4 separate regions of the Mus musculus genome follow, and all the other regions are linked to region 2. A link is a contact called in public HiChIP or PLAC-seq and promoter capture Hi-C data. All regions are on one chromosome and are shown on one strand. The core of a region is the stretch at or near the end of the contact, and the rest is flanking DNA. Distances in the headings are between cores, read along the strand shown. Region 1 holds the start of Nelfe (negative elongation factor complex member E, Rdbp). Region 2 holds the start of Gnl1 (guanine nucleotide binding protein-like 1). Region 3 holds the start of Zfp57 (zinc finger protein 57). Region 4 holds the start of 2410137M14Rik (RIKEN cDNA 2410137M14 gene).

Region 1 (7,682 bases), core at 3,436-5,935, 1.1 Mb after region 2:
GACAAGATTTCTCTGTGTAGCCCTGGCTGTTCTGAACTCTGCTCTGTAGACCAGGCTGGCCTTGAACTCACCTGGCTCCACCTCCCACGTGTTGTGGCTGAAGGTGTGTGCCACCACTGAGAGGGCACATTTCAGTGCTGCTCTCCTTCCCTCACCTGACAGATGCCCTGGCAATTCTTCATCCACTACCTACGTGAAGATCCTGACCTTGGGCACTTTAGGGAACTCAAGGAAGTGCTATGCTGCAGAGAGGGGAAGGGAGGAGCCTCATCCTTACCAAGGGAGCCCCAGACAGATTTGCCAGTAGCAGCGTCCAGCATGGGCTGTTTTCGGGCTATGTTGACTTTAAGCTGCACAGATTCCACCTGGGTCCCATTGAGCTGTGGGACAAGAGGGGAGGGGACAGAGGACGGGCATTACATGGAGCCAGGTGCTGCTGCCCTGGGAGACCAACCAGGAATGTGAGGATGAAGGTTTTCTCAGTCAGGAGAAAAGTTTCCTCTAGAAGCAGATATTGAAAAGAAGAAGCAGGAGGATGACAGGAGGGATGGGAGGAACGGTCTGAGAAGTCCCAACCTCAGCAACAGCCTGATCTGCAGACTCCATCTTCTCGTAGGTGACGAAGGCACAGCTGGGTGAGAGAGAAAGCAGAGTCAGGAAACTCCATGGAGACCAGGCAGCTCCCTCCCCGGGATGTTGCTCATGCTTACTTTCTGGGTGGGTCCATGGAGAGGTCGATGATATTTCCAAAGGGAGAGAAGGCCCCGCGGAGGAGGGTGGGCGTCATGTCCTCTCCATACACATACAGTGTGTTCCCCTTTCGAGGGGCCCTCCGTTCGGGGAATGAGTCTGACCCTGTGGGTTAGGAACCACAGTCATTACTGGGTCCACCTCACCTTCTACTTAGCAGGACCCACCTAAACCCTGGCTAAGATCACTCACTGCGGAAAGGGCCCTCTCGGTCTCGTTCCCGATCTCGGTCCCGGTCTCTGTCTCGATCCCGGTCTCTGTCTTTGTCTTTATCCCGGTCTCTGTCTCGATCTCGATCTCGGTCTCTGTCTCTCTCTTTGTCCCGATCCCTATCTCGGCTCCGGTCATGACTTCGGTCCCTGCTGCGGCTTCGGGGAGGGGAGGCTGAGGAGCGGGCGCTACCATGCTCTTCATAGCTCCAGTCAAAGCCTCGAGGTGGGCCATCACCAGCCCCGGGGGCCTCTGCTTCTTCTCCATCTTGTCCCAGTTCCCGAAGCCGATCACTAGAAGACACAAAGCTGGGGAGAGGCAGACAGTAAGGACCAAAGGGGGTTCGACCTTCTTCCAAACCTTGTGGAGTCAACACTGCCTCTGCAGCTGGCTCCTCCCACTCTAGCCCTGAACTTTCCAGTCACTCTGGCCTCTGACCCCACACCAAACGGTGCTCTCTCTGACCTTTCATACAGAGATTTCCTCTGGGGACGTCTGGATGGCTAAGGGGAAAGAAAAGACAGAGAACAATTCAAATGATTCCCAGGTGCCGGAGTTGGTCCACAGTGTGTGGGTCTCTTCTTGTCCCCAACCCTGGCCCCACAGAAACCATTACCTCCTGTAGGTCCTCATCAGCAGACATGCTCCTCTGGAACGGCTGGAAAGTGGGGACAGGCCCCTTCTCTGGGTCCTGGAAAAGGGCAGATACCCATGTTAGCGTGGATCAGGAGAGCTCTTCCCTCTCTCTTCTCTGCTTCTCTTTTGCTCCTGTCACTCTTATGATGATGTGCTGGACCGGTTGACTGGTTTTTCAAGATAGTGCTTCTCTGTGTGGCCCTGGCTATCCTGAACTTGCGCAGTAGAACCAGGCTGTCCTTTATGTTAGAGCTCTCGGCCTGTCTGCTCCAAGTGCTGGGATTAAAGGTGTGTGCCACTACATCAGCTGATGTGAGTAACTGGTTTCATTACTCAAACCTCCCTTCAATCCAAGAAGCACAAATATGGAAAAGAGATGTGGGCATCACCCAGGCTTTTTTTTTTTGTTTTGTTTTTTTTTGTTTTGTTTTTCGAGACAGGGTTTCTCTGTATAGCCCTGGCTGTCCTAGAACTCACTCTGTAGACCGGGCTGGCCTCAAACTCAGAAATCTGCCTGCCTCTGCCCCACAAGTGCTGGGATTAAAGGCATGTGCCACCACACTGGGCTCAGGTTTCTTTGTGATAGACAGAAACCTAGCGCTCCAGTGGGCTGCAGTGGCAAAAACTACTTCTGAGGCTGAGGCCAGAGCATCACTTGACTCCATGAGTACAGTCAGACCCTGTCTCAAGGAACAAGAAAGAAACACCCTAAACTCAGAACAGCACAGGTTGCTCATATGTGAGCATGCATGACTTCCCCCACCCACCCCCTTCCAGCTGATGCCAGGACGTTCCAGACAATCTTCCTGTGTGCTCACCTTTAACTTCCCTTCCAGGGTCCGAGAACGTTTGAAGCCTGAGTTCTTAGTTTCAGCCTTGATGGCACTGATGGCTCCTGACTTCACCAGTTGTTTGGCCTGTTCTGTTGCTGTGGCAGTGTCCACCACAGGCTGCTCTGACAGTGCTGGGGAGAGAGGGAGGGGGAAGGAGAGAGGCATTCATTATGCTGGCTGTGGAGGGAAGCCCTCTGCTGCTGCCCCCTGGACTCTCTGTCTCTGTCACTTACAGCGTTTGACACCGCCCTGGCTCGCTGGGCCGCTGCTGCTCTGCTTCTTCAGAGCCAGCAATGCCTTTTTCTGGAAAGGAGAGAGGTCTGTCAACCAGGGTCTGGTTCCAGGGCCAGTGTGTGTGGCATCCTGGTCCTGGAGTGGCTCATCCTGCTTCCACATCCTCACGAAGCCCACAGTACTTAACCTAACCAAACTATGGTGTCCAAGGCCTTCCAGTCTCACATTTTGGAAACTGAAAACCAAAAACACCTAAGCCCTACCATATAAGCTGCAAATAAGACCTGAATCCTTGGGGATTTTATCCACCCATCTCCCATCTTCTGCACATTTAATGAGGCCATGCAGAATCAAAACACATAGTTCCCACCCTTAAGGAATTCAGAACCCAGGAAACAATGGCTAGACTGACAGCCAAGAATAATCAAGGGCACTAATCACTCAGGGCTGAGTATAAGCAACACTTTCTGATGCATAAGCAGCTAGTAAACTGAGACCTCACAGAATTACCCAACACAGACAGAAAAGATACTTTAGACAAAGAAATTGGGGTTGCAAAAATGCAGAGGAGGTTTTGGAAGGCAGGTTTTAAGAGAAAATAATTCTCTCTTTTGACAGGTATGGTGAGCTGATATTTCAATTCTATACATGATGTGAAACCTCGGAAGTGTTTTCAATGGATCAGGTGTGCCTTCAAAACAGCAAAGCCAGACCCTGTCAATGAGAAATTACTCAGAGGTTTCACTAGTAAGGAGAGTGCTGAGGACGGTGTTGTGCACCTAGAGTTCCACTTCCTGAGAGAAGCTTAGGGAGGAAGATACCAGGAGCCCAGGAGTTGAAAAAACAAAACAAAACAAAACAAAACAACCCACCCAACCCGGCCACATACTGAGATCCTTGCCAGGGGTAGTGGTAGGGGACAAAGTGGAAGAGGAACTTAGAAACCATCGACAGACTTGACAAATGTTTTGCTGTGTAAATAGTACAGAAGCCAGAGGTGAGGCAGAGCCATTCCAGGCTACCCAAAGCCACATATTTTCAATCCAGCCTGGGCTAAGTGTGAGACCCTGTCTGAGGTGGAGTGGTGTGTCAGAGATGAGAGATTTTAAGGCCTATTAAATGCAGTTGGTTATCTAAAAGCGAAGGGAGGGAGGTAGAGCAGACAGGAGGAGCACATTTACTTGGGCATTTGATGGTTCACAAGGCTCTGGGTGGTACTGAAGCCACAGGGACGATGATAATTCCATTGGGGATGACCAGAGAAGAGGGAGGGTTCAAATAAGACTGGACGATGCTGCCAAAGCTCCACTGAGAGGTCCCCTTCCGGTAGGAGGCAGGAGGACTCCCATGGCCTTACAGTCAGCCCAGGTGTCCCCAGAGTCTGGAGAAGCCGGGCCACCACGCTTAACTAACTCCTACCTTCTTCTTGAGTTTGTTGAACTTCTTCTGCAGTGCCTCTTCCTCTTCACTCAGCCCCGGAGGTATCACCAACATGTTGGCTCCTGGTTCAAGGGCAGAACCCAAGACATCATTCTCTACTGTCACCATTCAAAATTCACACGTCGTCCAACTTGCGTCCATCCTGTATGCACCCCAACCTCCAGGCCCGCCTACTCCAGCCTCTGGCCTTTCCCTAACCCCTCGTTCCTCCGAGGCTGCTTGTCCAGCCTCCTGTTTATGGTAATCAACCGGCATTCCCGCCTATGTCCAAGGTCCAGACACTAGAGCCTTGGGGTACCTCAGCCCGGAGAAGGGAAAGCACTCCCTGCGACGCCAAGGCGATGGCTCCCGACCCCCATGCCCAATGGGGTTAGGTCAGCCAACCTCGGGGTCCGATGGGCAGAGAAGGCGGCCGGGCCCGCGTAGCGCTATCTGGGCAACCAGAGGAGGAGGAAGAAGAACCAGGGGCCGCGCGGGGAAGGCGCGAAAGATGTGAGACGAAGCCCTCACCTGAGGGGGCGGCGCCCGGGCCCGCGGTCTCCGGCGCCGCCGCGCGGGCTACTGCGCGCTGGCTCGCGGCGATGACGTAAAGGGGCGGGACACGCGGTAACCAAGGCGGCGAGTCGCAGTGACTTCCGCCCGGCCTTGCCCGGCTCCGAGTCAGGCTTCGGCGCCGCTCTCGCCCACGCTCCCGGCGGGGAGTGGTGGAGGAGGGGGCGTGTCGGAAGTAATTTCAACTTCCGCCCTTCTCGGGGCGGGGCCGGCTCCGTGGTTACTCTGAGTTTCCGGGCTGCTCGGGAGCTGCCGCGGCTCCAGGATGATGGAGACGGAGCGACTCGGTGAGGGGGAGGGGAGGAGAGTGGACGGGAGAGGAGAGGAGAGGAGGGGAGGGGAGGGAGGGGGGTCCGCGGAAAGGACTAGTTAGTAGACAGGAATGACTTGTGGCTTTTAACCTGTGACCTTTCCCTTGTAGTTCTGCCTCCCCTAGATCCCCTGAACTTACCCCTTCGAGCTCTGGAAGTGGGGTGCACTGGCCGTTGGGAGCTGCTGAACGTGCCAGGGCCTCCAGAGAGCACTGTGAGTGACTTTTGACCCTCACCTTTGACCTATGAGCCTAAAAGAAATTCCACCCTGCTCACAGGAGGATGTAGCTTGACACTGTCATCTTGGCCTCCGGCTCATGCTGGACAGATCCCACTCTACTGGAACTCCAGTAGGTCGGAGCGGGGAGTGCTGGAGACGCGAGCTCTCAGAGCTGCCCCTTCACCTGTATCTTTCCTCCTAGGAGGTTCCTTCTCTCTGCATAGCTCAGAGCACTTGGCTCTTTTAAACTGAAGCCTGGCGTGGCTCACACCCTTATTCCCAGCACTTGGGAGGTGGAGGCAGGCAGATCTCTTGAATTGGAGGCCAGTTTGATCTACATACCAAGTTCTAGGCCAGCCAGGGCTATGTAGTGAGATCTCATCCCCAAAACAGAAAGAAAAGAAGCAGAAAATTTAAGACTGGCAGAATGACTTATTAGCCCAGAGATTCTCCACCTTTGATTCACTACCCATTTGAGGGTGGAATGACCCTTTGACAGGGGTCACATCACATATCAGATATCCTGCACACCAGACATTTACATTAAGATTCATAACAGTAACAGAATTACAGTTAATAAGTAGCAACACAATTATTTTTCGGTTGTGGTCAGCACAACAGGAGAACCGGTGCATTAAAAGGTGGCAGCATTTGAGAAGGTTGAGAATCACTGGCTTAGCCTATTAAAGCGCTTGCCCATGCAAGTCTGATGAGACACACGTAAAGGCAGCGAGAGAGCCAGCTCCACAATGTGGTCTTCTGACTGCCATGTGTGCATGCGTGTACCCATGTCCACCCATTACACACAGACCTATACATACTAACACATACTACTACAAATAATAAGAATTCTAAAATGCGAATTCTCAGTTGAGCACATAGCTCACTTGGTATAGCGCTTGCTCAGCATACACAAAGCCCTGGTTTTGATCCCTGGCTCTGCATGATAGTCAGGTGTTGGTAGCTCATGCTTGTCACCCCCTCACTTGAGAGGGGGAGGGATATGTGTACACACACACACACACACATCAAGTTGGATGCAAACATGGGTTTCATGAGAGCCTCTCTCAAAATAAGAATGCAGATTGCTGTGTCTGGCCTCTGTGTGTCTGAAATCAGTGATTTACCTTAGTTGGTATCCTGGGACATCTACCATTGGATCTGAACACAAGTTCCATCGCCTCTTTTGTCTACACGCTATCCTTTATTAACCAACTTAAGGTTTCTTCTTTTTTTTTTTCTTCAATTTATTTATTTATTTTATATACGAGTAAACTGTAGCTGTCTTCAGACACACCAGAAGAGGGCATCGGATCTCATTACAGATGGTTGTGAGCCACCATGTGGTTGCTGGGAATTGAACTCAGGACCTCTGGAAGAGCAGTCAGTGCTCTCAACTGCTGAGCCACCTCTCCAGCCCCCAACTTAATACTTCCTATCTCGCCCTTGTCCCAGCTCCCCCATGGCCTCCCTCCATGCGCCCCAGATCTGTGCCAGGAAGCAGAGCAGCTGTTTCTGTCGTCTCCAGCCTGGCTTCCTCTACACGGTGTAGAGCACTCAGCTCGGTGAGAAGTCTGCAGCCTCCCAGATTGGAGAGATGGACCAATGGAAGGAAGCTGGGATAGGGAGAAAGCCGACTCCAAAATTCCTTTCCTTCTCTCCAGAAAATGGCAGAGGAAGACGGATCCCTGGTCACTCCTGGCTGCCGTGGAGACTCCAGTCCCATCTGACCTTCAGGCCCAGAGACACCCAACCACAGGCCATATACTGGGCTATAAGGAGGTGAGAGGTCAGAGGCCCCAAGAAATGGAATTGGGAGGAAGGGTCAGAAGCAGGCTTGGTCTCACTGGTTATCCAACCTCTTGTCTCAGGTCCTGCTGGAGAACACAAATCTGTCAGCTACAACCTCCTTGTCCCTTCGCCGGCCTCCAGGGCCAGCCTCCCAGTCGCTATGGGGCAATCCAACACAGTACCCTTTCTGGCCAGGTAAGTCATCTTTGATGGTGGTATAAGGGAGAATGTCTAGGGGATGGGCCCCTGCTCATACCGAATTTTCATATTTCCCCAGGTGGGATGGATGAGCCCAGCATAACTGATCTGCATACTCGGGAGGAAGCTGAGGAGGAGATAGACTTTGAGAAAGGTGAAGTGGCCCTCAGGTCGCTGCCTGGCTTACTGTGTCTGGGGAGAGCCCAGCAGGTTGCTGCTAGGCTTCCTGTACTTTTACAAGTCAGGGAAACAAGCCTCCTTGCCCACAAGCGAAAAGGTGTCCTCTCTAGTAGCTCTTAAGAAATTGGCCACAGCTGCCATGAACATGCACAGAGTACTGTGAATGTCTGTGTCCTATGATGTATAGTTTACAGAACAGCTGGGCAGTGGCCGATGCCAGTGCAATGGCTGATGCTGCCTCTCTGTTCTCATCCTTCAGATCTTCTCACTGTCCCACCTGGCTTCAAGAAAGGGGTGGATTTTGCCCCCAAAGGTGAGTTGGAGAAG
Region 2 (7,046 bases), core at 3,018-5,517:
GCTCTTTTCCTTTCAAGAGACAGGGTTTCATTGTCCAGTGTAGACCATTCTGGCCTTGAACTTAAATATTCGCCTGCCTCTGCCTCCAAGCGCTGGGACGGAAGGTGAGTACCACCAGGCTGAGCTTGTGACACAGTTCTTACCCAGGGAGATACTCCCTGACCACTCGGAAAAGGGCTTCCTCCCAGGAGGAGCTGACACGAGCTGGCCTCCAGCTGAGACTTAAGGACCCCTGTCCTAGAAACCAGTATCCACAACTGAAAAATGAGTAACTACGGGTCACTCAGAGCACCAGGCAGTGCGAAGACTTTAACAGTCGCCACTGTCACCACTCTCGTGACTTGCCAGGCCCTGTGAGGCTCAGCAGGCCACAGCTCACCTCCATCTTTAAACTGTGCATCAGCAACCTCATTCTCAAGTGACTCAACAGCTTAAGGACTCGATTGCGTTGACAGAGCCAACAAGAGACAGAACTTCTGCACCGCAGTAGGCACCCTTCTCTGTTCCCCAGGGCCAACGACAAAGGCTGTTCTTTGAAGGACGTAAATCCAGACAGGCCTACCTCCCTCCTCTACAAATACTGAAAACACAGAGCCTAAGAAGGCCACTACGGCAGGCTGCTGAGTCCTTACCTATACAGCCAATAGTCACCACCCCATCCTTGTAGCGCTCCCTGGAGGGGCCTGTGGGCTCCATGGCTGAGTCGGTCAGCTGCTCTACCAGTACTGCTGGCCCGTCTTCCTCCTCCTCTTCCTCACCGGAGACGTTACCCCAGGAGGCTCCAGCCACGTCCCTAGCAATCTTCTCGCGCCAGCTGCTCAAGTCCACTGTTTGAAGAAGAAAACAGAGGACGTTTCCCTCATCCCCGGGCCACGATGGTTCATGAACACACAGCTGATGTCACCATCATGCCAAGAATCATGGAGTGCCAATGTGTACTGTGGCAGACCAGAGTTTCCCCAGCTTTCTCAGGACCCCACTCTGGAGTCACAGATGGAGTCTCTCCATCAGCACATCTACGACTTCTCAGGACATCAAACCACAGAGGCCCCTGCCCACTCCTGACTCTCTCCTTCCCACCATCTGGCGAGGGGTGGGGGTGGGGGACCTTATTCTACAACTTTCCTAAGTGTGTATATTAGAGGGGCATCCAGAGCCTTCCCTCCAAGGACTACATACCTTTCCCCACAGTGATAGCTTCACAGGCTCTCAGCAACTGCTCTGGTCCCAGTGCCCGAGTCCATCCTTTCCCCCGTCTCCGATTCTTCTTCAAGACTGAGATGAGAGAGTGAAGATGTGCCTCTTTCTCCTGCTGCCCTCAGGCCCACATCAGGTGCCCTTGCCAACCAACCTCTCTGTTCCCCAACCCCTGCTCATCCTCCCCCCCCCTGCCCCGCCCCGGACCCCCCCCCCACCACCACCACCACACACACACACTCTCACACACACACACACACACCCGCCAACACCTTCTCTGCAGCTCACTCACCACCACCAGGCTCCTGTGGAGTGCGCGTGTCCCGAGGGAAAGAGGTGAACAAGACAATGTGGAGCTGGGGGTAGCACTGGTGAAAATAATGCTTCCAGGCAACCACGAGAGCCGGCGGGGCCAGGTCCACCTTGTTCAAGACCAGCACCAGGGCCAGCCCAAGCTCTCCAGTTACATACTCGTAAAGTGCTGGTGGGAAGTTCACAACCTGTGACACAATTGATAAGAGGACAGAGTGACAAGAAGCGAGTCAAGAGTTTGCTGACCCCAGCTCCCTGTCACCAGGCACAGCTCTGGCAGAAGTAGATTCTGTGGTGAAAACAGTTAACCCAGCCGCACCAAGCAGGGAAGGCAAAGCAGGTATTAATAACAACCTGGGCAGGCCTCAGGGAGCTTCCTGCAGGTCATGATGAGAGAAATGGAGGCAAGTCTGACAATATCTGAGTGCACTGAGGTGATGACAGTCAGGAACAGGGACAGGGACCAGGTAAGAAGTACACAGCTCTATGCACGCGTGTACATGTCTGTGTTAGGTGTGTATGGCTGTGTACATCATATGTGCATGTGACAAGGATCAGAGATGAATAAAAAGTTCAGCTCCTGAGGCTGGGGTGCGACTCAGTGGTAAAAAGCTCAGGCCTAGTACGAGCAAGATGCAAGGCCCAGGGCTTCATCCTCGGTGGCAGAGCAGAGCAAAACAAAAGGAAATGCAAATGGTGCCATTGCCTGAGGAACACCAAGGTTGACCTCTGTGGCTTCCCAATTCCAAGCATACCGTCTACAAGTGGGATGGCAAGCACCTGCAAATCAGAGCCTTTCACACACACCCACCAAAAGGTGTAAAAAGAGCTCTCTGGCCGGGCGTGGTGGCGCACGCCTTTAATCCCAGCACTCGGGAGGCAGAGGCAGGTGGATCTCCTTGTAGATCCTGGAACTCACTTTTGTAGACCAGTATGGACAGCCAGGGCTATACAGAGAAACCCTGTCTTGAAAGCCAACCAAACAAACAAACAAAGATCTCTCTGCCTTCCAATTCCTGCCTCAGAACACTCTCATACTAGAATCATCCCCTTTCCCCCTTGCAAACCTTTCAAAGTCCTCACCGGATGTCGGATGTCAGTAATGAGCAGGACGATGTCAGACATCTCTAACACCCGCCACAGCTGCCTCCATGTCTGAAAAGATCAGAAGAGAGACTGTCTTCAGTTTGGCTGCTGCCTGAACCAGGACACTAAGATCACAGTATGTCGACTCAGTAAACACGCCACCATCACCTCCAGATTGTGCTCAAAGTAGCTGAGTTTCTCTGAAGTGTATGCCCCGTGTATCTTCCCAAGGTATTCCTGGAAGCTCCGCTCCTCCTGGCTCATTAGCTGTTCCTTGGACATCTCATAACTCCAAGGAGGCCGCCGGGGAAAGTCCAGGACTGGGAAACAAGGAAAGAGACCGGATAAGCATGAGGACTTTTTCTGGACCCCTTCTCTGGCCAGCAAGTTCCCCAGGCTGATGGCATACACAAGTAGCCCCCACTCACCTGAGCCAGGCTGATACACTTCCCGGATATCCAACTCTAACACTTCAGCACTGACCGGCTGCAACACTTGCTCTCTGGCCGCTCTCTTTCTCCTCTCCACCTCCTCCCGGCTGTCCCGTTCAAAATGCAGCCGGTATCTAAGGGGAAAGGGACCACACATCTAGTGGAGTCCTGTGACAAACAATCTCCTCTTCTGACCACAAAACTGCAAAGGTTCCTCTCCTGGTTGTTCAAGTCTCCTCTAAACAAACTCTTGACAGTCCCCATTGGAAGGCAAGAAAGATTGTGGCCCATCCAGGGAGAACCACCTTCCTTGGCTTCCAGCCTCACTAGTTCCACTTTCAATCCTTCATCGGAAGCTTTTCCTAAGGGTGAGGGCGGGGAAACTGCGGCCAGCGCCCTTCTCCTTGGCTTACCGGTTGGGGTCGTAGCCTCTGGGCCCCAGGCCCTGGGAAGGTTGCTGGTTGAGCCTGCGGATATGATGGGTCACGGATTCCCCATCCGACGTGTCCGTCTGCTCCTCCCGCCGCTCCCGGCTACCGCTGCGGCTGTTGGAACTGGAGCGCAGCCCATCTTGGAGCCCTGAGGGGAGGGGCCGGTGACGCCGGTGTAGACCGGTTCTTAGGGGACCTAAAGCCCCCCGAGCCGGTAGGACAAGCTCTTCTTCAGCCGACCCAACTTCTCCAGAGGCTCCATCTTCCCAACCGCGCGCCCCAACCCCGTCCCGGATGGGCCTGGAGGTCGTCACAGCGCCCTGTGGCAGCAGCAGCAGAAGCAGAAGCAGAGTTTCCCATCCCCCACCCTCCACCCCTCCCCGTCCCGCCGCTGCGGGAAACCCCCACCGTGGCAGCCCACGCGGGATCGCGAGAGCCCACCCACCCACCCCCCGCCCGCGGTGCCGCGGCACAGCCCTCCTCCAGAGCTGCGCAGCGGCCCCGCCCCCTCCCTGACCTCGCTTCCGCTCCCGCTTGTCCTGCAGCTGCTTCTTCTTCTGCTTCACGCTGAAGGGCTTCTTCCTCGGCATGGCCCCGGAGCCCCGGCCCGCCCTCCGCCGAGCTCCCCGCCGCCGCAACTGACTCCCCGGGGCAGCCCCCGCCGGCGGCCCGGGGCCCTGGGGAGGCGGGGCCGCGGTGACGTCAGCAGCGAGCGGCGGGGAGCGGGGAGCGGGGCGGCGGGGATGCAAGCGGCGGCACGTGAGAGTCCGCGGGTCCGGGATGCACGGTGCGGCGAGCGGGAGACGCGCGTGGGAGGCCCGAGCCGACTCCGTCACGGGCGCTACCAAGTGGCAGTCGCGGGAGGGGGGACGCGTGTCACCGCCGCCCGGCGCTCCCGGGAGCTGCCACTCACCTGGCGGGGGCCGGGCGACGGGGCGAGGACACGCCCCACCGCGCGGCCGCCTGGAGAGGATGGCCCCTGGCGGGAGAGCCGGGACTGCGCTGGCTGCCCGGTGGACTGGCTGCCCCGTGGACTGGCCTGCGGCAACAGGACTCGGTAAGGAGATTGCGGAAGAGGCAGGTTCACTGGCCACACGTGCGAGCGCGGGTGAGGAGGAAAAGCGAGCGGGACAAGGACTTTTGGAGAGAGGTCAGAGAGCACGGAGTTGTGGCTGTAGTTGTTGCCATGGTAACTGGGGCCCGGATGTGGCGACCTTAGGATGCGACAGGCCTCTCGCGTGCCGCCAGAGTCCCGAAGCCTGTCCGGTGTCTCACTGGAATGGGGTGGTGCTTTCCCACGTGGAGAGGAACTGCACAAGGGGGAGCAAAGCTTCCCCACGCGCGCGGCGGGGTGAGCGAGGCACCTTGTAGGAGCGAACGGCCGCGGCACATCCACGACCTCCCGGAAGTGGCATGGTGGGCGCCTCGGTCACCCGGCCCATCGCCCACCCGGAAGCGGAAGGAAAGCTAGTGTGCCCCTTCCTCACTGCCCTCCAAATCTTGCTGCAGCCATTGCCGCAGCCGCTATGCCGAAACGAAAGAAGCAGGACCAGCCGCCGCCGCTGCCGCAGCAGCAGCAACATCTCGCACTGTCTGAGCGGGACGAGCCTGGAGATGAGGAGGATGAGCGCCCCATGGGTGAGGGGCAGGGCGTGCACACGCCTGTCAGCCGGCCAGGGGGCTAGGATAGAATGAAATGCGGGGGAGGAGGTGCCAACGGAAGGAGGAAGGGCGCACGCGTGGAGGTGGGGTGGGACGTGGTGGGGGAGGGATGCTGGTGGAACCTGGATTGAGGGCTTCGCTTGCTTGAACCCTCAACCTCAATCTGGCTCCTAATCCTTTCTGGAGAAGGCAGGGGAGGTGGCGGCTCGGCTAAACATCTGGCTTGCGCAACCGCAGAATGGCGGGGGGAGAGGGGTGGCAGCGATGTTACAGATTGTGATGATCGGGAAGACAATTTGTGACCACACTTCCACTGGTTAGGTCAACCTTCTGTGAACTACTCCCCCGAGGGAAGGAGAGGAGAAAAAAACTATGATGGGCCAACAGTTAAGGTGAGGGATTGGGGTACGTGGAATCACTGGCATGTTGTGGATGCAGCACTGTGAGGAAAGAGCTGTTAGAGACCTCTGTTACCCTCTGATGGACTCTCAAACAACTCTGCAGAGGGACGGGCAGATGGACGGGGTGAGAGTTTGCGGCACTGCTGAGTGGATATATGACTTACCTGGTTAAAAACTGAGTGTTATAAGACCACGTAAGGACGAGGTGATCAGTCCTTTGCACCGTTCTGATGGCTGTTTTCTCACGTCTGCTCTTAGGACCACCCAGCCTTCTGGGCCCTCCCCCCATGGCTAACGGGAAGCCTGGTGATCCCAAGTCAGGTGAGGAGAAATTGGGCCCTGATTCATGTTTTAAGCCCTGGAGAAGGGATGGACCCCTAAAGACTTAAACAAAAGCCCAGGGATTGTGTGTACCTAAATGAGGGATCATATATTAACCGTTTGGAAATACGGTGTTGTCAAAATGTTACTTTCCTTCCAGATTAACTCCTAGGTCTGTCTTTATTTGTGTGTAGAAATAAATGTTCTCCATTATAGAGGCTCTAAATGGGACACTACCAAGACCAAAGTGAGAGGGCATAGCAAGATTTAGTGAAAAGCTGCAGTAGCTATGACATTGTGGTTTTCACAGAATGTCAACATAAGTTCTTAACATGTGGAAGGATCAGGAGTTCCTGGCCAGCCTCTCCTGCAATAGCAAATTTGAGACCGGCTAGCCTAGGCTACATGAGACCCTATCTGAGTGCAATCGGAGGCCTGTAGATATATGAACACAGAATTCTGTGTAAAGATGAAATCAACGAAGTGGTTCTGTCAGTAAACAAAGTTGTCTCAATTGGACTTTTTTTGTGTGTAAAACTATGAACTTTGACTTTGTAATAGTCGTACCAAATAAAAACACCAATTCTAAGCAGATTGTAAAATAAACATTCTTATAAAAAGTTAACCATGTCTCATGGTCTTAGAGTAGGTAAGCGTTTGTAAACAGCACACAGACCAGGCATACTGGCAGCAGGAAAGCTCAGAGTTCAGTGTTACCCTGGCCTATATAAGACACTGTCTATAAAATTTAAAAGTAGCCAGGCTGTGGTGGTGCACGTCTTTGATCCCAGCACTTGGGAGGCAGAGGCAGGCGAATTTCTGAGTTCAAGGCCAGCCTAGTCCGGGCTATACAGAGAAACCCTGTCTTGAAAAAAAAACAAACAAAACAAAATCTAAAAGTAAAATGAGGAAGAACAGGAGGAGTGGTACTGTGGGAGGTGGTCCAGTTGATGAAGTATTTACTTCAAAAGCATGAAGTCCTGATTTCAGATCTTAGCAACCATGTAAAAAGCAAAAACCTGGGCCCAACAGTGATAAGGCAGAGGTAGACAGACTCTAGGACTTGCTGGCTAGCAAGTGTAGTTGAATCAGAGTGTTCCAGGTTCAGTGAGACCTTTCAGCCCCTGGCACACACAGACAAAAAGCACACACACATATGTTAATCATAAAGGAAGTATTTATGAATGAACTAAATCAATAACACA
Region 3 (7,485 bases), core at 4,211-6,710, 1.0 Mb before region 2:
AGCTACCATACCCAGCTTCCTTTACAATTCTCACCTGTTGTCTTTGGAGGTTAGAGACCTGATCTCTGCCCTTTTTCTTTTTGTAAGCTGTTCCAATCTTGTATTTTGGCTCTAAATGGAGTCATATTTTGGGTGGGGAGAGGGGCATGGTTTTGTTGTTTTTGGTAACAAGGTCTCCATATACAATGTAAGCTGGCTCTGAAATATCTCCATCCTTCTGAGTGAGATGCACTACCAAGTCTGTCTGCTGTATGGAAATGAAGCAAAGTGGTCCCATGCTAAGCCCCTTTATGTCTTATAAACAAACAAGCTACCTCCTATAGGCTTGCTTTAAGAACATTAATCTAGGGCTAGCAAGATGGCTCAGCAGTTCATGCACCTGTTGCTCTTGCAGAGGACCTGCATACTGCCCCGAGTAACTGCATGGTAGTTTACAACCATCCATAACTCCAGTTCCAGGGGATCCCATCCATCCTCTCTTCAAACCTGTATGGACACCAGGCACACACAAAGTGCGCATACAAACACGCAAGCAGATCACTCTTATACATAAAACAAACCTTTTAAATGGGGTGGGGGGTGCTTTTAAAGAACATTTATCTAAGACACTTGGTTGCAGCTTCTAGTATAACACCTCACACACAAGAGTGACTAAATATCAGTTGGATATACAGGCAAGTGGTTTTTTGAGGTAGTTTCGCAATGTAGTCCAAGCTGGCCTCAATCTCTATAACCAAGGTCGGGGTTTAGTTTGCAATCTCCCCGAGTCAGATCCAGGAATGTTGGGAGGGTTAGAAGTCTTGGGATTACAGGCTTTGGTCAACAAACCAGGCCTGACAGGAAAATTTACATATTTTCACAATATAACAATTACAATGATAAAGGTGTTGCCTTGGGGTTGGGAAAGTAGCTCAGTAGATAACCTGCTCACCATACAATCATGAGCTCTTGAGTTTGAGCCTCAGAATGCACACTAAGGTCAGGTGTAATGGCATTTGGATGTAAACCCAACCATGAAACAGAAAAGGCAGATCCTTAGGGCTCACTGGTCAGTCAGCCTAGCTGAATCAATGAGTTCCAATGAGTGAGACCCAACCCAAAAACAAAACAAAAAGTATAGAGTGGCTCTATCCTGAGGAATGAAGCCCAAATTTAACCCTGGCCTCCATGTGAACACCTAAGTGTACCTACATATACATGAACACACACACATTATCTTTGTATTCCTGGGGTGCTTCTTTTGTTTTCAGGTTTATTTATTTTTTTGAATTTTTTGTGACTCAAGTGTTTTGCTTACTTGTGTGTGTGTATATATATATATATATATGTGTATGTATGTATGTATGTATGTGTATATATATCTATACATACATACACATATACATATGTATATATGTATGCCCAGTGCCCATAGAAGTCAGAAGGTGTGGGACCCCTGGAATTAGAGTTATGAATGTTTGTGAGCCACCATGTGGGGCTAGACACTGAACTAAGGTCCTCTACAAGAACAAGTACTCTCTCAACCCTTAAGCCTCCTCTCTGAACCCATGCAGGTAGTCCAGGCTAGCCTTAAAGTTGCTATGTAGCTGAGAATCACCCTAACCTGGTCTTCCTACCTCTTATTTTCAAGCCTAGCTTGTCATCTAAGTTTTTATTGCTTTTACCTTTTTTACCCCGGAACTTTGTGACTCAGATCTTTCAGGCTGATTTTGGTCTATCTGAGCAGAAACACCAACAGTATTTTCTAAGGCTATAGGACAGGGAGAATGCTGAAGGAGTCAGTCTCTTACCGACAAATGTCAGGTTCTTGAAGGTTTCTGACATCACTTTCTGGTAAAGGGTCTTCTGTGTAGAAGTAAGATATTCCCATTCTTCCTGGGTGAAAGACACTGCCACGTCCTCATAACTGACTGGTGTCCTGGATGGCTGGGAAGACTTAGAATGTAAATACAGAGACTTGAAGTGTCTGTTCAGGGACTTTTTGCCCCTAAGTCTCTGAACTATCACATCTGCCTTGGCAACGCATTCAGGACTTTCTACAGTCCTGACCATAGATATAGAACCAAATGTATAATCAAAATCTCTGCTGAGTGTGTAAGCAAAACACATATTACAGATTCCCTTAACTTATCCTGAAAAATGTGGTTTTGCTTTTATAAATGCGGTACCCCTGAGTTTCCGTGCCAAGAGCTTTCCTGAGGCACTAGCCTGCTCCTGGTCACCAGCTTAAATAAAGGAGGGGAGGAGAGGGGAGAGGGGAGAGGGGAGAGGGGAGAGAGGAGGGGAGGGGAGGGGAGGGGAGAGGAGCCTATGAAGGATTCCAAGGTGGTATGGGAGTTAGAGATCTTGCAATTCCTTTTTTCTGTTGTTTGGCCTGGGACAATCTGGGGTTCTACCAGATCCACAGGTGGGTAAAAGACCTCAACATGAACCAAGGTTCAAGAGAATCTAGGGCCTGCCACTTCCTTTACCGGACCATCTCCTTTCTGCTGTTGGATTTCACTAGTAATCTCTCCATGTTAAGTCCTCTATTTTGCTCTACCTGTGTTCTGAGAAATCTCTCACTGAACCTGAAGCTCTTCAACTCAACAAGAATATCTGGCTAGAAAGCCTCTGGGATTATTCTGCTGACCTTGTCTGTCTGTCTGTCTTCCTTCCGTTTGTTTTAATGTGGAGACTGAAGATCCCACATTGGGTCTTCAACTTTGTGCAACAAGTACTTTACAACATGCCGAGCCATCTCCCCAGTCTTTCCACCCATAATCTTTCTTTGGGGCTTCTATAGAGCAGCTAACATACTACCTACCCCATGGAGCAGCATGTCTTTAGTGGTGTCTCTTTCTACTTTTAGAGCCTTCTGGTCTGGATCCCAAGGCTAATGGGACTCTATATTTCCCAGGCACTGGGCAGTTGGAGGGTTCCTACATGAGCCCCAGAATTTGATACTGCTTCTTATAACAAAAGTATCTACTCTAAAAAAGGTTGTCTTCCTTGATGGTTCAACTGTCCAAATTCTCCTTTCATGATTGACAGCTTTAGTTCCCTCAAAGCCCAGGCCATAGAATTCAGGGCTCTGATTACCTGTTTCCTAGCTGCCATTGTTTGGTAATGCCAGGCTGGTCCTAGGCGTTTGACTTCTATTCCAGACTGCTTCTAGCCACAATTTGTTGGTGCCCACTTCTAGAAATCTAAGGTTTAAGAAAAATAGATAATATCAGCAAAGGGAGAGAGTAAGGAATAAGTGCCTCCGTAGCACCCAGTTACTAGCTTCCTGCACTGTGGTAGAGCCTTCTCCGCAGTACCAAGAGAGGTAAATTGGCTCCATTTTCACAAACCTCAAGAATAAGCGTTAAGTCATCCATTCTAGGATGTGTGATCCACGGGAAAGTAAAGTTTAATTCTAGATTCAGTACCACTGAAAAGTACATACCTGAATGCGTCACATACCACTCTGAGTTTTGTCTCTTCATCCTCTGACTTGATTTCACTGGAAAGATGAGAGCTTATATCTCTTCCAGGACCAGAAATTAAAATATAGATTCTGTGATTTGAATGTGTGTGTGGTATCCTGGGGCTCAAACCTAGAAGCTTATGCCTGCTAACCAAGTGCCACTGAGCCTTATGCATACCCCTAGCTCCATGACTTCAATGTTTAATATATAGATACGATATTTCCAATGGACCTAGCCTTTGATGACCTCTTAAGCTGAAAATGTCACTAGGTCAGAAATGCAAGTAATATGCCTACCGAACAGAACCTTATAGCTTAGTAACAAAGTACACTGACAGTGTGTAGTTTCCTTTCCTGATCTACTAGCTGTCTGGAAAGTGTAGCCTGTGACTACTACCCAGCATAAAGGACTATCAGAGTATCTATCTATCCCTATGCACCACATAGTACTAGTCTAGGGACGAGTTAAATCAAACCCCAAAATAAGCTGTCTGACTATGTAAGGCCATCCCATCATTTTGGATCATTTTAAGTCTTGGCAGCGTGAGTCCAGTATCACATGTACAGCACAGTGATAACAACCCAATATCATTTAAATTCTTTGTTCACTCTGAAATTTTTTTAATTTCTATTTCTCCTCTCTAGATGCAGGGAAGCATAAAGGCACAGAGACTCGTGGCCCTTTCTTTTCCTCTCAATTCTTTTGCTACGTGAAAGTGCCAGCAAGGAACAAGGCATTCAAGGAATCGCTAGCTCTGATCCCCAAAAAAGTTGCCAGGAAAGCTGCATTCTGAGGTTGATTTTCTTCCTTCCTTCTGTCTGTCTCACCTCTCATTATTCTTCCGTTGGAAAAAAAAAAAAAAAAAAAAACATTCCAAACAGTGTCTTCCAGGACCTGTCCATACAGTTCTATGCTAGTGTCTTCCAGGACCTGTCTTTAACCATTCTCAGCAAAGACCCCTTTATCAACAAGTCTTAACAATAGCATAAAGATGCGTGGTGACCTAGACGATTACCTAAACACTAGGAAGGCTGAGACAGGATCTCCGGGAGTTCTAGGACAGCCTGGGCTACAGAAAGCATAAAACATCATCAACAACAGCAGCAGGAGCTGCTGCACATTCACACAAAGCAGGGAGTGGTCTTTAATATAGATACAGGCTGATTAAGGAGACTGACAGGTGTTGGGTACCTCCATCCACCTCCTCACTCATTTACCTCTGATTGTTCTTTCCTGGTGCAGGAGCCCTGAGAAGGCAAGAGACTAAATAAGACTTGGCTGTTGATTGGCCGGAGGTCAGGTCCCGTCCCTCCCGACTCCCACCCCCCTGGCATGGGAGATGGGCCAGGCCTGGCCTCACCCTTCCACTGGGTAAATTTCTGGAGGGACTGTGCAGACGTCTCTCAACCCTGAGTGCACTCCTCCAACTAAAGCCCATTCATTGTTTCACAAATCTGAGGAGTCAGCCCCAATAGCACAAAGGAAGCTAAGACAGGAAGATCAGGCAAACTTGCCACAATACACCCCGTCTGTCCGGCTCTCTAAAATCTGTGGCCCCGCCGCTCTCACGCACAATCTGACAAGAAATGCCCGCCGGCTTTGCCCGGTCAGCCCCGGTCCCAGACTCTAATCCCCCGAGGTTTCAGCCACGTGAGCCTTTCCACCGCGGAGCCAGGCGGCTTCTCCCACCCAGGTGTCGGGCCCTCGTGGCTCCACCGAGGGAGCGGCTCCACCCGGGTCCCCGCACGCTCTCACCGCGCTCGACAGCCCTACTTGAGGCTCGGCAGTCCTGCCGTTCCCAGCGCTCGGCTTCTGAGCCGTAGCCTCGGACCACAGCCACACAAAGGGCTGGGCGCGCGTTCCAGCCTCGACCAGAACGCAGCGGCGTGAAACCCAGGAAGGGGCCCTTGCCAGAAGTCAGGAATCCGCTACTTTGTCCCTCTGCTTCCGTTCTGCTCCGTCCGCAGGTAACACATCTCAAGTGGCTGTCTGCCAAGGTCAGAAATTTAGATCTGAAGAAGCCCAATGCCTGAATGCCACGCCTTCTCGTCCCGCCTACTGTTGGTCTTCACTGGTCTCAGCTGCGCTAGGAAATTCCATTTCCTAAGATAAGTATTTACTCCTGGGGTGGGGAATGGGAGTGGGGGATGGGGGTAGGGGGTGGTGGGAGGGACGGGTGACTCAATTTCCGTAATTCCTTGTACTAGGCAGCTGAAAGTGAGTTCCACGCCTGCCTGGGCTACACAGTAAAACACACACACACACACACACACACACACACACACACACACACACACACACACACACACACACACACACACAAATAAAATAAGGTAAGACTAAAGAAAAACTGGAACACTTCGCAGACAAGTAAAGTGGGCCGTGGAGCAACATCTTAGCTAAAGTAAAATCCAAGAAAGCACAGGAGACTTAGACTATAGTTACAGGATAGCTCAGTAGTTAGAGAGGATTCCAGGACACCTAGCACAGAGAGACCTGTAACCAGGGAACCCCACACTCTTCGTTTGGTACCATCCCATATGTGGCATTCACTCATACAGACTCAGGACAATAAAAATAATGATTAAAAAAAAAAAGATACAGACACTTCACAGGTATCACATCACGGTCAAGTCGTATTAGTGTTTCACATACCAAATTCACTTCAGTCTCTCTCTGTAATCCTTTCTTTTGTTTGTTTGGATTTGTTTTTAATAAGTTCCATTGGAATTATAACACTTAACCCAGGTCTCAGGCAGCCAAAGCACAAACATAGTTGGGGAGGGTGATAGGAAAGTATAGAAGGTACTAGGTTGCTGGGTGGTGGTGGCGCTCGCCTTTAATCCCAGCACTTGGGAGGCAGAGGCAGGCAGATTTCTGAGTTCAAGGCCAGCCTGGTCTACAAAGTGAGTTCCAGGACAGCCAGGGCTATACAGAGAAACCCTGTCTCGAAAAACCAAAAAAAAAAAAAAAAGAAGAAGAAGAAGGATTGAAGCAATCCATATGTAACAGGCCTGTAGTGAGGTAAAAGAACAAACAAACAAACAAAAACCACGCTTTCCGTCAATAATGAACTGTTTCTCACCCTGACTTCAAATTACCTTATTTACAAAACTGAGCAACCATAATTAGCTGATTTAGGTTCTTCAACTTTAAATAAATAAATAATTTATTTATTTATTATTTACTTACTTTCTTAGAGACAGCTCTTCCTAGGAACTCACTATGGAGCCATGCTGACCTTGAATTCAAGACCCCCTCGACTCAGTGATTGAGTGTATACTGGCTTCTGGTCCTTAATTCTTGAGGTGGAAACACCATGTTGGCCAGCAGGTAGCCCCAGCACACAGTCAAACACTATAGGACAAATGAAACCCTTACAAAGGTTGGTTCAACATTTTATGCTGGCCACTAGGCTGTTTCCAGCTGATGTTTGATGTGCTAAGAACCTCTTGAGAAAGCCCAGGCACATTCTAGCCCACTGCACTCCACCTTTATCTAGCTCAGCATCCTTCTTCCCGTGCTTCGCTGATGTCTAAGAAATGCTTCTGTCTATAAATCTTTAGTTAACTACACTCGTCCGCATAGCACTGGGTTTGTCGCCTCGCCTCTTCAGTTTCAGCACCTCTACGCTAGGTGAAAACTTGATTTAAAGAATGTAGAAAAAATTATCAACTACTAAAGAGAACATCTCTCATGTGTGGTAGTACATGCCTGTCATCCTAGCACTTGAAAGATGGATGAAGGGGGGATCAAAGTTCTCAGCCACATAGTGAGTGAGTTCAAGGCTAGCCTGGGCTACTTGAGACTCTATCTTAACTAGGAAACCATTAGATGTGTGTCATTGATTCCCTGCCAGAGTTTGGGTTCACATTATATAGAGAGAGATCTGAATAGGGAGCCAGACATAGTCATACACAATTCTAATCCCAGCACTTAAAGGGCTAAGACAAGAAAATAGCAAACTTTAAGTAAGGATCATCCTGGGCTACGTAATCAGTCTCAGGCTAGCTTAGACTATGAGACCCTGTCT
Region 4 (7,051 bases), core at 3,189-5,688, 1.0 Mb before region 2:
AGGGTTTCTCTGTGTAGCCCTGGCTGTCCTGGAACTCACTCTGTAGACCAGGCTGGCCTTGAACTCAGAAATCACCTGCCTCTGCCTCCCGAGTGCTGGGATTAAAGGCGTGCGCCACCACTGCTGGGCTTTAAGTTATTATTTATGTGTATGTGTGAGTATATGTATCTGTACTGCCTGCATGAAGGAGACTTCAGAAGTCAGAAAACGTGTGGGTCCCCTAGAACTGGAGCTAGAGATAATTGTGAGCCACAGTGTAGGTGCTAGGAACTGAACCCTGGTCGGCTACAATAGCAGCTAGTGGTCTCAACCACTAAGCCATATCTCTAGCCAGTTCTTTTTATAAAGTTTTGCTTACTTATTTGAATTTGTGCACATGTGATTTGTGCATGTATCTTTGCCTGCTTGAGTGTATGTGCACCATCCCATGGAGGCCAGAACTGAAGTTACAGGCAGTTGTGAGCCACCATGTTGATGAGAGGAACTGAACCTTCCTTGGTCCTTGGAAAAACCAACAAATGTTGTTAACTACTTAACCATCCTCTACCCTTCCCCCATCTTTATTTTGGCAGGGTCTCACACTGTACCCTAGACTGGGCTGGAACTCACTGTGTAGCTGTGAATGCTAATCTTCATTGTCAGATTGACTGGATCTCAAATCTCACAGGAAATGTCTGTGAAGGTGTTTTCCAGAGACTAACCAAAGGAGGGGAGAGCTGCACTGTGGGGGGAGCTGCACTGAATGATTTGGGGGCCCAGATTGAAGACATGGGAGGGAGAGGAGGAAGCCAGATGAGGGGCAGCATCCCCACACTCTGCCCCACACTTTGGAACTGGAATTGCTTGTGAGCCACAGCCTGGGTGGTGAGAATCAAACCAAGATGCTCTTAACCTGGGCCAACTTTCTAGCCCCTGCATTTACATTTCTATAAGCCCGCTTCAAAAGCATCATGAAATGCTACTGTAACCTCCTCAATATCTGCATCTATTCTGTGACCCTCATCTATACATATATTTACAGTGTGATATGTCATATTTGAGAGAATATTAGTAATTAAGATTGGAATAAATGGATATGGGTTTGCTTCAATTAGATTACCAAGGAAAGCAATATTACCTGCCAAATTCTCACCATGGAAACTGAATTCACTTATTGAATTTATTGTAATTCAATTGTGACATTTTGGAAACATACAAGCTTGATCATTTTTCTTTCTGTTTGTGCTGTTTGGTTTGGTTTTTTGAAACACTGTTTCTCGGTGTAGCCCTGGCTGTCGTGGAACTCACTCAGTAGGTCAGGCTGGCATGTACCACTATTGCCCAGCCTCATCTATGTTTCTTTGGTTGAGAAAGAGTATCATGTAACCCAGGCTGGCCTCAAACTCATGGCAAACCTCCTTTCTTAGCCTAACCTCCCACATGCTTGTTCTTCAGTGATGAGCTAAATTTTAAGTATATTTTTAAAATATTACATTAATTCTGAAAAAATTTTTATGTGGATGTGGGGAGAAGATCAAGTTGTGTGATTCTGATCGAAGGTTCCGTCAGGAAAACAGTTTTAATGTGCATTCCATAGACCCAGACAAACTCTTTCTCATAAAGAAATCAAACAGTACAACAGAGTTTTTAATACGGTTTTTTGCTTCTTTGTTTCCCATTTGTGGTAACTTATACTTTTATTGGTTTCCTTAAAACTAAAAGTAGGCCATCACTGGGGAAGAGAGGCCCCTTGGTATTGCAAACTTTATATGCCCCAGTACAGTGGAATGCCAGGGCCAGAAGCAGGAGTGGGTAGGTAGGGGGGCAGGGCAGGGGGAGGGTATAGTGAACTTTCGGGATAGCATTTGAAATGTATATAAAGAAAATACCTAATAAAAAATTTTTTTAAAGAAGTGTTAAGTGAGACTGGAAAAAAAAAAAAACAAAAAAACAAAAAAATCCAAAAAACCCAAAAAACTAAAAGTAGGCCGTTAGAGATGGCCCAGGAGCTAGAGAGATGGTTCAGCATTTAGGAACCTGCTGTTCTTCCACATGGTGACTCACAACCCTCTGTAATACCAGTCCCCGGGGGTCTGATGGTCTCTGTGGGCACTTCGTTCATGTGGTACACACACATCCATGCAGGTAAAGCACATAAAAATATAATAAAGATGGTTTGCTTATGGAGGGAGGGAAGGCTGCTCAGTGGATATAACAGAGCCTCTGTAAGCATTTTGACAGAGACAAAATTACATGACAGTTTCTGTTCTTCAAGGTCTCTCAGGAGACTCATTGAGCAGGAAGAGTTTACAGGAGAAATGAGGTCAAGTTTATTCAAAGACCTTTCATGAATCCCCTAGAGCTTGGGTTATAGGTGGCTGTTGGATGGAAATAAAAAGGAAAGGAGAGGAAATGGCTGGACCTAGGTATGGCGAGGAAAAAAAAATATTGCAGATAAGAGGGAGAGGACAGCTAGAGGCAGAGACATTTGGGAGAGTCCAGAGTGGCCTTGGTGACTGAGATGGGCCATGTGGGGAGATGGGGAGGAGAAGGGAGAGAAGAGGGAAACCAGGTGTAGCAGCCAGGAGGTCAGAGGTACAAAAGGGAGCAAGTAACTAAAATGCCGAGATTATGGACAGGGAAGAGTCTAAGGGAGTTGGGGGAGGGAAGGGTACTTCAGCCATACCCTGTTGAGGGTAGGTACTCAAGGACAGAAGAATCTGGAGGCCACTCCACTTTGGTATGTTAAACAGGCACCTCTGCCATTTGTCCCAGTTGGAAACTTAACAGCTGTGAGCTGCAAGATTCTGGGAACTGAACTCAACACATGTTTTACTTTTTAGCCCAAGTAAGATTGATGGATGCACCCTGCTTAACATCTGTTTGAAGTCCTCCCTAATCTGTGAGAGCATACAGAGATCCTGAAACAAAAAGGTTGGGACTTCCTGACACATACAGCTCTCTACCAGGGTGCTGCATAAAGGGTTTACTGTGGTAAAGGACTCTAGGTGCAGGAGGAGGGGCTGTGGGTAAATTATCTGGTCTAGGATCTTGCTTTCAAGCAGTCTAAGGATTGAAGTTTCCTTGTGGCCCCAGGGTTCATTTCTCTAGTTTACACACCGTCAGTTCTCAGGAGCTTCTGCCAGTGTTAGGCAGCTAGACAAGCGTCACCTGGCTTAGGGGTTGTTAAGAATGGGCCCGCTCACACACATCCATTTACCAGTTGAGAAGGGTAGGGGTATCAGGGCTTTTGGGTAACTTGACTTTGGTCAAAAGAATGGAAACTAATCTCCACTTCTGACAAGGGTGGAGACTATGCATTCCGATCTGTCCCAGAGATTAGAATATTGCATACCAATGCCCCCTTCCACCTTCTTTGGGAGCTAATCTAACTAGACTTGTTAATCACCTAGCCAGCAGACAACCCCTCTGGAAAGCTGGTCATTTGAAAACATGCAAAGGAAATGGAAGGAATAATAATACCCCAAATGAAATAATGTACTTACTACGTTCCTGAAGTATCCCCCCAGCCCTCCCCCCAAATCCACTTCCTTGTAGATTAACTGCTGAGTCTGTTTGCTTTCCTGATTTATAACTCAAGGGGTTAATCCTTTCTTTTCTCCTTTCTACAGCTGCTTACCCTCCCCCATTGATGACCCTTAGCCCCTGCTAAGATTATGGTTTGCTAGTGTTGTTGCCTTCCCTCACCCCTCCCCCTCCCCGCCATCCCGAACTAATGAGGTGAACCTGGAGCGTCCTTCTGACTCTGGCTTGTTATTGGCTTTTCTTTCTTTTCTTTTTAATCAAAAACACTCTAAGAATCCACAAATGGGAAACCTCTTTTCCCCAGTAATGTTTGGACACCCACATGTTCACTTCTGTTGTGTGTGGGAATTTTGTAGAACCACTAAGAGTCATGATCTGCCCCCACACACCCACAACGCTATAAAACTTCATAGACAGGGATCTTGCTCTTCAAGTTCTCCAAACACGGAGGATGGGGTCCGTGGTGCTGCACACCCTCTTTCCATTGCTGGCGACCGCCCTGGTCCCAACTCAGGCCAGCGCGGGTGAGTGCAGGGTGGAAAGTGAAGCCACTTCTGTGGGGAGGAGGGAGGAGGCTGGGCAGCAATAGCTCAGGGAACGCTAAGTCTCAGCGGCTGTCTCCCAACTACACACCCTCTGCCAGGCTCTCTTCTCCAATCCGTGTCTGGAGCCCTGTGTGCTAGTTCTCCTCCCAGCAAGTCCGCTTGTCTCCAGGTCCACCTGGGTTGACCCCCGCACCACCCCTAGGCTCACACTCCCTGCGGTATTTCACCACCACCTTGTACGATCCTGGCTAAGGCAAACCTCGGTTCACCGAGGCTACATGGACAACATACAGATCACGAGCTTCAGCAAAGACTTGGAGAGTCAGTGGGTGGAGCCGTGGGTGCCATTTATAGCTCAGGAACCTGAGCATTTGGAGGAGCTGATGCGCCTCGCCAGGAGGATCTTAATACTCGGTCAAATCGAACTGTGGACCCTGTTCGGCTATCATAGCCAGAGAGAGAATGGTGAGTGATCCTATATGGAAGGCTAGTCTATAGTCTCCGCATATTCTTATGAAATATGTACCTTGGGCTGGTGAAATCTGCAAGTTCCTGCAATCCTGGAGAAGCCTGCAGAAATTTACTGTGGTTTCATTTCAGTTTGAAGTAGGCTTTGACCAATCACGAGCAGGCTGTGTGCAATGAATGGGGCTAACCTGGGACATGGTGCTGACCACTTTGGCCTCAACAGAGTCTCACACTGTCCAGTGACTAATCGGCTGTGACATAGGGCCAGACCATCACCTCCTCCGTGGGTATAAGCACATCACTTATGAAGGCCAGGATTACATCTCTCTGACCGAGAGGACCTGCGCTCCTGGGTTGCAGTGGATACCGAGGAGTCTCAGATCACTAGGTGCAAGCAAGAGGCATCTGGTTTTGTTATATCATGCACATCTTTCTTGGAGGGAAGGTGCGTTGAAGTGGCTTCTCAAATACCTGGATAAAGGGGAGGAGATGCTGCAGCATGCAGGTTTCAGGGGTAGCTTCTATTGGCCCTTGAGCAGACTTTATGCCAGGACCAATTCCTAAGCCACCTATTGTGAAATACTGTCCCCCAGGCTCCACACAAGGCTGTTACTGTTTCAAAATCAGAAAAGCTGTGATTACCCTTACTGGGGATTCTAGCCATTCACACCCTCCTATGTTCCCCAATCACAAGGAATCCTACTAGCCACATCTGGACTTCAGAAATATTAGTGTATATGGGAACTAGAAGGTTAATTGATGGTATGGGTGTAGTGGCTGATGCCTTTAATCCCATCATTGAAGAGGCAGAGGCAGGCAGATGAGTGAGTTGGAGGCCAGCTTTGTCTATATAGTGAACTTCTGGATAGCCAGTATGGTAATGGTGTGTGTGTGTGTGTGTGTGTATTAATTGATTGAATTCATTGGTGGCACACTCCAGTGATCTAGCTTTTGTGAGTTGTCATTCATGCTGGAGTGGGCTTTTCAGTGTTGTAGGTGTTTATGAGTATTAAGTAACGCCTCACTCGTGTCTGTAAGTAACCTTCAATGCATTTATGGGATTGCCAAACTGTGTTGGATGGTAAGGATGGGCTTTGATGGGATCATTCATTTGGTCTGTTGTTGGAGTCCTGTCTGGGGTGAATAGATATCTATCATATCTCTCCGGAGAAAGTAATAAAATACTCTACACCCAAGTGGGGACCCAGCAGGACCAAAATGGGCTTGGGAGGATCAGGTTCACGGTTACTGGGATATAAGACATGAAATTGAAGCCAAACCATCCATGGGAGAAATTACTGATGTGTCTCTGCTTTCTCCATGTGGTGTGGAATGGCAGCGGAGGGTTGCAATGCACTTGGTGTGGATGATTGGACTCACATCTGAGACTGCTCCATCTGAAGGTGTATCGATACCTCGACATGGCATGCTATCTATCACAACAGCAACAGCAATTTCTGAAATAATACTTGTGGGGCAGGATCCTAAGCAGACAGTGACAGCAGTTGTGTGTCCTTTGCTGTGGGCAGTTGAGACTTGCAACTGGGGCTTAGCCATCTTCCCAGGGCTCTCAAGGCTGTGGGACATAGAAGCAGATGGGGTCTGGGTGATGTAGAAGTAGAGAAATTGAGTGTTGTCACTGCTCATTCCTCTCTGAAAGAAAGGTTGCACAGTCTGAGGCAATACAAAGGAATCATTGGGCCAGCAAGATGTCTCAATGTTTGGTGCTTGCCATAAAGCCTAACAACCTGAGTTTGGAACCCTGAGCACACATGGAGAAGGAGAGAACAAGTTGTCTTATGACCTCTAGATAAGTGCTGCACATGTATAGGGGTACACACACATATTGGTCTGGAGCAGAGGAAGCCTCCCTGATTTCCAGATCCCACAGGATCCACCTGAGCCACAGGGAACATTTTTACATTGAAAGCACAATAGTGGACTCCATCTTTTCGTGGATGAAGGGGTACCAGCTCTGAAAAGAGTGAGTGCCAGTCCTGTTTTGATCTCAGTCCCCGTTTCTGCCAATGTTCACAGATCGGGAACAGATCCAAGGAATAGATATTTCTTCATCCTAAGTCCATGCTGTGTAAGAGCTGCTGTTTCAATTTTCAACCCAACTATGGGGATGATCACATGACTAATGCTCATATAGTCCACAGGAGAGAACAGAAGGTTGTTACCCTCTGACTCTTCTCCTCAGACTCCCCCCAAAACAAATGTGGCCCATCATTCAACGCTTGAAGGTGATGTCACCCTGAGATGCTGGGCCCTGGATTTCCACCCTGCTGTCATCATCCTGACCTGGCAGAGGGATGAGAAGGACCTGACTCAGGACATGGACCTTGTGGAGACCAGGCCTGCAGAGGACGAAGCCTTCCAGAAGTGGGCAGCTGTGGTGCTGCCTTCAGGAGAAGAGCATAAATACACATGCCATGTGCAACCTGAGGGGCTGTCTGAACCTCTCATCCTGAAATGGAGTAAAGGTAGTGTGTGTAGGTACAGAGTCTGTC

The links. Promoter capture Hi-C pulls out the DNA fragments that hold promoters and counts their contacts. HiChIP or PLAC-seq counts read pairs in DNA pulled down with a chosen protein or histone mark.
Region 1: a promoter capture Hi-C map of pre-B cells shows a contact between it and region 2, with 2.8 times the contacts expected there. The contact joins the promoter of Nelfe here to the promoter of Gnl1 in region 2.
Region 3: a promoter capture Hi-C map of second pharyngeal arch cranial neural crest shows a contact between it and region 2. The contact joins the promoter of Zfp57 here to the promoter of Gnl1 in region 2. A contact is called at or near these places in 5 of 39 promoter capture datasets (the 3T3-L1 cell line, cranial neural crest, hippocampal neurons and 2 more) and 2 of 115 datasets of contacts at active chromatin or transcription factors (embryonic stem cells and extraembryonic endoderm stem cells).
Region 4: a contact with region 2 is called in an H3K27ac HiChIP or PLAC-seq map of embryonic stem cells, with 3 times the contacts expected there. The contact joins the promoter of 2410137M14Rik here to the promoter of Gnl1 in region 2. A contact is called at or near these places in 2 of 39 promoter capture datasets (cranial neural crest and hippocampal neurons) and 4 of 115 datasets of contacts at active chromatin or transcription factors (all in embryonic stem cells).

Annotation. Positions count from the first base shown.
Region 1 is chr17:34,847,394-34,855,075 of GRCm38.p6, reverse strand. It overlaps Nelfe (negative elongation factor complex member E, Rdbp), which reads right to left and starts at 4,685. Exons shown (of 11, transcript NM_001045863.1): 1 at 4,488-4,685; 2 at 4,083-4,165; 3 at 2,663-2,732; 4 at 2,415-2,560; 5 at 1,577-1,651; 6 at 1,426-1,463; 7 at 943-1,268; 8 at 711-855; 9 at 577-631; 10 at 278-380. The coding sequence starts at 4,157. It overlaps Skiv2l (superkiller viralicidic activity 2-like (S. cerevisiae)), which reads left to right and starts at 4,872. Exons shown (of 28, transcript NM_021337.2): 1 at 4,872-4,942; 2 at 5,077-5,180; 3 at 6,642-6,751; 4 at 6,851-6,968; 5 at 7,058-7,172; 6 at 7,255-7,329; 7 at 7,615-7,668. The coding sequence starts at 4,921.
Region 2 is chr17:35,977,176-35,984,221 of GRCm38.p6, reverse strand. It overlaps Gnl1 (guanine nucleotide binding protein-like 1), which reads right to left and starts at 4,267. Exons shown (of 12, transcript NM_008136.2): 1 at 3,975-4,267; 2 at 3,440-3,605; 3 at 3,024-3,160; 4 at 2,764-2,915; 5 at 2,593-2,664; 6 at 1,490-1,697; 7 at 1,180-1,275; 8 at 633-827. The coding sequence starts at 4,047. It overlaps Prr3 (proline-rich polypeptide 3), which reads left to right and starts at 4,927. Exons shown (of 4, transcript NM_145487.4): 1 at 4,927-5,095; 2 at 5,779-5,841. The coding sequence starts at 4,984.
Region 3 is chr17:37,000,500-37,007,984 of GRCm38.p6, reverse strand. Zfp57 (zinc finger protein 57) reads right to left here and starts at 5,460. Exons shown (of 5, transcript NM_001013745.2): 1 at 5,208-5,460; 2 at 4,670-4,699; 3 at 3,082-3,188; 4 at 1,791-1,935. The coding sequence starts at 3,099.
Region 4 is chr17:36,978,624-36,985,674 of GRCm38.p6, reverse strand. It overlaps 2410137M14Rik (RIKEN cDNA 2410137M14 gene), which reads left to right and starts at 4,438. Exons shown (of 4, transcript NM_029747.3): 1 at 4,438-4,535; 2 at 6,742-7,024. The coding sequence starts at 4,533. It also overlaps the pseudogene H2-M4-ps and a transcript of H2-M5 not described here.